2 separate regions of the Mus musculus genome follow, and region 2 is linked to region 1. Evidence: chromatin contacts called from public capture Hi-C data. All regions are on one chromosome and are shown on one strand. The core of a region is the stretch at or near the end of the contact, and the rest is flanking DNA. Distances in the headings are between cores, read along the strand shown.

Region 1 (3,094 bases), core at 439-2,938:
TGACTCTTGAATATTTTTCTAATGTCCAAGCTTCTAAGACAATTCTATAAAGCAGAATGTCTCTTGGATGTGAGGGAGGGTTGAATAAAAGGAAGGGTGGCTGGGTAGGAGAAGGGTCTCACTGGAGAGCCAAGCTGTCTAAAATGACCTAGCCTGGACCTGAGATGCCACAGTGCATGGAGTTAGAGGTTACCAATCGCTTCCCTGTGTAAATGACTTTTATTATTATTATTATTACATTGGTACACGAGAGCGCAAAGGGGCTTTTATGAAACAGCTTTTCAGAACCCGTGAAATAACAAAAGGCCTGGTTTCCATCTCAGGGCTTTTAAGCAGTCACATCAAATAGAAACCCAGCAGGCCCCAGGGCCACTGCTGCTTCTAATTAAGACCCCAAGGTAAGGCAGCCCATTAGGGGGCCCAGGGCCAGCAAAACATAAATCCCAGCCCTGCCTCTAACAGCAGAAGGCTGATTTGAGCTCACTATGCTGCGTTTGTTCTCAGCTTGCATTAAAAGTAGCAGGCTGCACCTGCCTTCCAGACACCCTGCAAGCAAGTTCATTCCGACACTGATTCTCTTGTTCAAACAACCCAAAGTGTGCCAAACAGATGTTAAACGGAGGAGGAACGCGGAGTGAGACAGGTTTTGACACATCCTTATGTGTATGGGGGCGGGGGGGTGTTTTTGTGTCTGTGTGTGACTGAGGGTTGTGGTCCATACACACGGTTATTCTTTCTTTCCCTTTCAAAACTATAACCCACCTACCCACCACACAAGTATCAGCTCAACCGCTGGGGGCGGGGGGGGGGGGGAGCACGGCGTGGGGAGTAAAAAGAGGACCCTGTTTTTTGCTGCAGGAGACTAGTTCTCGAACCGCCTTGATTATTAGGGCCACCTAGAAGGCTTGGGAAAGTGCAGGGTTCCACCCCCCGGGTTTTAGATTCAGTAGAATTGGGCTGGAGTCCCCAGAATCATCATTTGTGTTCATTCATCAGGTGGTGCTGATGCCACAAGTTTAGGGACCATGACTGGAAAATGACAGCTGTAAGCCAACAAAGCAATAGCAAAAGGGGGCAAAGAAACACGCGTGCGCTCAGCCCCCACCGACCTGGCTTTGTTGATTTTTTTGAGACACAGCTGGCAGGCAAAAGAAGCAGCTGTGTTTTGAATGGAGACGGATATGTGAGCTGGCAAGCCCACAGCAGGCAGAGAAGTTTTCAGAATGATAACCAAGCGTGTAACAACCTAGGCAAAGTGGGATCGACCTCTGCTCTCAAGGGGACTGTGAGTCTGGGCCCCCTCTGCCCTTATGGAGACTCAGCATAGGGCTTCTGCTCCTCATGGCTTCCGGGGCAGAGAAGCTGTGCTACCGGACAAGGCCAACTTTCATCTCCCCTGTAGAAAAACCAGCCATTGAGGGGTGGGGGTGGGGCGCTTCCCCAGCTTGGTTCCAAGTGAGGAATGGTTACAGAGTCAGCACATTCTGGATTTGTTGTTTTGGCCCTAGCTACACCGTATACCTCCAGTTCTGCTCCTAGACACGCATCCCTGACACCCACTTCGTCCTGCCAGAGAAGACCATGTTGTTAATTATGGGAGGATCTGTCCTAAGGACTGGCCAGCAGAGCGAAGGAATTCTACATTCAGTTTTAAATGTGGTTTGTCCCCACCCCACCCCACCCTACTCCACCCAGTCCTCTGTGAGTCTGTAGGCTGTGACAATGACCCAGCCAAACACCCTCGTCTTGGCAAACCTAATATGAGCCTTGGACAAGATCAGCTACATGATTTTCAGAATCCAATACAAAAAAAAAAAAAAGCCCAACCCCCTCTTCAAAACAAAATCGGGGCATTCAAAACATGAAGAGCAAAACATGAAAGTGGGCATTCCTCAGGGCAGGGGGCCCTGTGTGGGCTGATGGTGATGGGGTCGTGCGGGCTCATAGGATCCATGCATGGCTCCCATGCCTTAGCGTTTAGGTAGGATGCTTAGAGCTCTCCCTACACAGAGTGACTGTCCTTCCTGGGTTGGATGGGGGATTCTCCATTGCAGGCCTGCTAGAAGGAATGGGGAGAGGCAAGTCGAAAGGAAAATGTAGGTCCAACCTCAGAGAGCTCTCCCTGGCCATGGGAAAGGCAGACGGACACCAACTCCAGATTCTCGGAGCAGCTTCACCTCTATGATACGAGTGAGCAGACATCTATATGTACAGCTTTAGGCACGGCTCCAACAGGGTTATCCAGGAAAGAGCAATGCAGCCAGCCTGTCATCATGGGCAGGAAAGGAAAAGCAGAAGTTAAAGGGCTTACGCACCTGCTGCATTTCACGGCCAACTTTTAGATGTCTCTGACAGTGTTTAGATCTGCGGGTGGAACCCAGGGCCTCTACTACAGCATGCTGTCACCAACCCCAAGATTCAGAATTATAGTGTGCAAACCAGAGAACTCTAGGTCTCTCCCAGCTGGATGTTTGTGCGTCTAGATTTCTTTCCAGTAAAATTCTAGTGGTCTCTATCCTACCACAAACTATCCTAGAACAAACTTGGTGGCTTAAAAAATTACTCAAATATCTACTGTATTTCACAATTTTGTTTGTAAGGAGTCCAGACAGGACTCAGCTATTGCATTGTTCCATTCCATATAAAAGGTGTTTGACACTGGACAGAATGGTGTAGAGGACCCTCTATGGCTTCCCTCACATGTCTGATTTCTTTTCTTATTTTTAAGACAGGACCTCTCAATATAGCCCTGGCTGTCCTGGAACTCACTCTATAGACCAGGTTGGCTGTGAACTCAGAGATCTGCCTGCCTCTGTTTCCCCAGTACTGGGATTAAAAGCGTGCACCACCACCATCACAGCAACAACCACCACCACCACCTGGCTTTTCCTTTTTTAAAAGACAAGGTTTCTCCACATAGCCCTGATGCCCTGGAATTCACAATGTAGACCAGGCTGGCCTCAAACACACAGAAATCCACTGATTCAGTTTCCTAAATGCTAGGGTTAAAGGAATGGGCCAGCACACCCAGCCAACTGTCTGGTTTCTTGATGGAATGGCTAGAAGCTGAGCTCAGATGGGACCTTCCTTGGGA
Region 2 (3,094 bases), core at 249-2,748, 520 kb before region 1:
CACTTTCATACTCACTAAGATTGGGGTCATGATACTGGATAATACCATATGGAACACTGCCAGACATGTTCACTGCTCTATCAGAATATGCCAGGAACCTTTCACTCAAAGAAAAAAGCTAATCAAAACTGAATTCCAGGTAGTTTAGAAATGATTACCAATTAAGGTACATTATGTACACTTTTTGATGAAAAAGCCTAGATAGAAATGAATATTTCCATAAATATCCTTATTGTTGAAAAAGAAAATGTGACTGTAAAGAAGCGAACATATCCCCCTTAAAAATACAAAAGATTAAAACCAACCCCAAACTATTAAAATCTAACCGCAAAGCCTGAGGAACAACTAACATAAGACCATACATAGCAGAGAATACTCTGGAATCTTGTTTAGTGAGATATCTCTGTTCATACTGAAATGACACATGTTCAAGTTGTGTGAGATAAAATGTTGAAAAGATACAGAATATATAGTGTCCAGCCATGGAAGATTGCTGTTTCTTCTTTTCTTGCTGAAATGTTCATGAATTCCTTGAACTCCTCCAAAGTAAAGAAAAGGTCACTAGGAGTTTCCACTGATCACAGACCGACGGAGGAAACACACAGGCCCCAGAGAGAACCAAACACAATATGCACTCATTACTTCTCTGTTCTAGTGATGAAGAACCAGGATCATGGTGATTTACAGAATATGTTAATTTCGCTTATGATTTCAGAGGAAAAGTAGATAATGGCTATAGGCAACTGGATCAATATGCTGAGAGATCACATCTTCAACCATAAACATGAAGCAGAGAGCAAACAGGAAAGGTTTAAACTCTCAAACGTTATAAACTTTATAACTTGAGGTTATAAACTCTCAAAGCCCACCCCTAGTGATGTACTCCCTCGATCAAAGCCACATCTCTCCATAACTTCCGCCAAACAGTGCCACCAGCTAGGGGACAAGTGTTCAAATAACTAAGTCTATGGGGACATTCACATTCAAACCATCACACTATCAGTTTGCCAAATTGACCTAGCATCTAAATATCTATGTTGATACCCATAGATAACTAATATTCTCACCCTCTCTCTCGGGCATAAAATGGTGAATGCGGAGACTCGTGGCTACGCAGGGCACTGCGTGAGTGCTAGGATCCAAACAAATCATCTATACCATCCTCTCTGCGCGGGTCAGAATATTGTAATGAAGGCATGGAAAGAACGCAAGATCTAGAAACTAAGAAGAGCGGGTGGACATGTCACCTTCTTGGAAAGACATTCACTGAAATCACTCACAAACTTACAGCAGCTGAGGATGCTGCTGTTGCAATGCCGGCCCGTGGCCTTCTTGAACCGGATACACCTGGGAGGCAGGCTGGGGCTAAAAAATACTTTTACAGCGAGAGAGATAATGAAGTCAAGATGATTCCCTGTTCAAGGCTCTGAGTATACTAAGAGAGTGTGCTTATAAGGGGGAGGCCCATCCCCCGCCAGTCCATTCTTGGTGTCTGGAGCCAGCCTGTAGGCGATGTGTAGGAGAGTTCCTCCGGAATATCTCAGGGGCCTCTCAGCAGGTTGCAGTGCCTTGGAGGAAAGCAGTGGCAGGTGACAGAACAATAGAGCCATCTAGGTTGGAAGGCTCCACCCTAGGTAATCTCCTTAGTGGCAGCAAGGTCAAAGTCTAGATCAGCCTGCTTCGAGGCTGGGGAGGTTACATGGGGCCTGCGCAAAAAATGGTGTGCCACAAGTTACAGACGGATGGAGGAGGAACACCGAAGCAAGATTCAAGGAGAAAGGGAATTGTCTTTAGCACCTACTGATGAGCCCAGCATCAATAAACTAACACAAATGTTACACAGGTGACCCTGGTTAAATTAGACACAACCCCCAAAGTCATGAAGCAAGAAAAGGAGACAGGTTGGGTATGAGGAGAGGAACTTGACAGACTTGGGAGCAAGATAGAGAGTGAAGGGAAACCCAGAACGCATTGTATACTTGTATCAAGTTATCAAATAGTGAAATTGGCCAGTTAGAAAATATAAAGAGAATGGAAAGAGCATCCAGGTTTACCATTTTGCACTTTATAGTTTTTGAGAACTTTTTCCTAAATTTATTATTGAGGATATATTATTTATTCAAATGCATAAGCTTAAATAAAAGCGGCCAGGAGAGCAACTCATTTTGTATTCTCTTTGAAGCCAGAGAGAGTTCTTCCAGCTCAGATCTTACTTCTCCGTTCACCCCACAATACTGATGAGGCTCCATCCCTTTGTCACTTCTCAGTCAAAGTTCATTGGCTTTCATAACTGTTCTTTCCCATCTAAAAGTGACTTTGTATATGAATAAATTCTTTGTTATGTTCATTCTCTTGTCCACATGCTTTCCACCAAAGCCAGCAGTATGTATTTATATATAAAAATAGTTTGCCATAAAATGAGTAATTTTGGGGATGTTGACATTTTACATCCCTATTTGATATCTTGGGGCTAGGGATACAGCTCAGTTTGGAAAATGTACTTGCATGGAGCCCTGGGTTTCATCCCAAGAGCTGCATAAGCCACGAATAGTGGTACAAGCTTTGCAATCCCAGAACTTCTGAGGGGAGAGTGTGATGATTAGAAATTTAAGATCTTTTGAGCTGAACAATGTGTTCAAAACCAGCCTGGAATGCATAAGATCTGTCTCAAATAAACAAACAAAATGGGAGGAGGGAGTATCAGGATGGCTTAGTGGGTAAGGGTTCATGCTGTCTGCCAAGCTGCCAGTCTGACTTTGAGTCTTAAACTCATATGGTGGAATGAAAGAATTGATTCTTATAGGTTGTTCTGGATGAACACACACACACACACACACACACACACACACACACACACACACACACACACCAAATGCATAGTCATAATACGTAAATGGAGAAAGTAGCGGCAAAACATACTGGCACTGTTTCCTTCTGACAATTTTAAACATTTTCTGAATTAAAGAGTTTTGCACTGTTTTGCTCGAGTCCCCATGAGTCTAATGACTACATGCTAATTAGTCAAGTCTATAAAAGCAACACAGTGACACCCTGTGTCATTGTGTAATTTCTGACATGTATAATTCTTTAAATT

The links. Capture Hi-C pulls out chosen DNA fragments and counts their contacts.
Region 2: a contact with region 1 is called in a capture Hi-C map of embryonic stem cells, with 2.7 times the contacts expected there. The contact joins two enhancer-like sites. A contact is called at or near these places in 1 of 115 datasets of contacts at active chromatin or transcription factors (embryonic stem cells) and 1 of 9 other capture datasets (embryonic stem cells).

The regions. Positions count from the first base shown.
Region 1 is chr6:35,352,250-35,355,343 of GRCm38.p6, reverse strand. No RefSeq gene overlaps it. Among named protein-coding and RNA genes, the nearest start is that of 1700065J11Rik, 23 kb to the right of the region's middle. Within about 2 kb of position 1,688, at least 46 of the 459 cell types and tissues checked have an H3K27ac peak or open chromatin away from gene starts, as enhancers often do. A contact at or near this core is called in embryonic stem cells, where this site is marked.
Region 2 is chr6:35,870,040-35,873,133 of GRCm38.p6, reverse strand. No RefSeq gene overlaps it. Among named protein-coding and RNA genes, the nearest start is that of Gm23273, 100 kb to the left of the region's middle. Within about 2 kb of position 1,498, at least 6 of the 459 cell types and tissues checked have an H3K27ac peak or open chromatin away from gene starts, as enhancers often do. A contact at or near this core is called in embryonic stem cells, where this site is marked.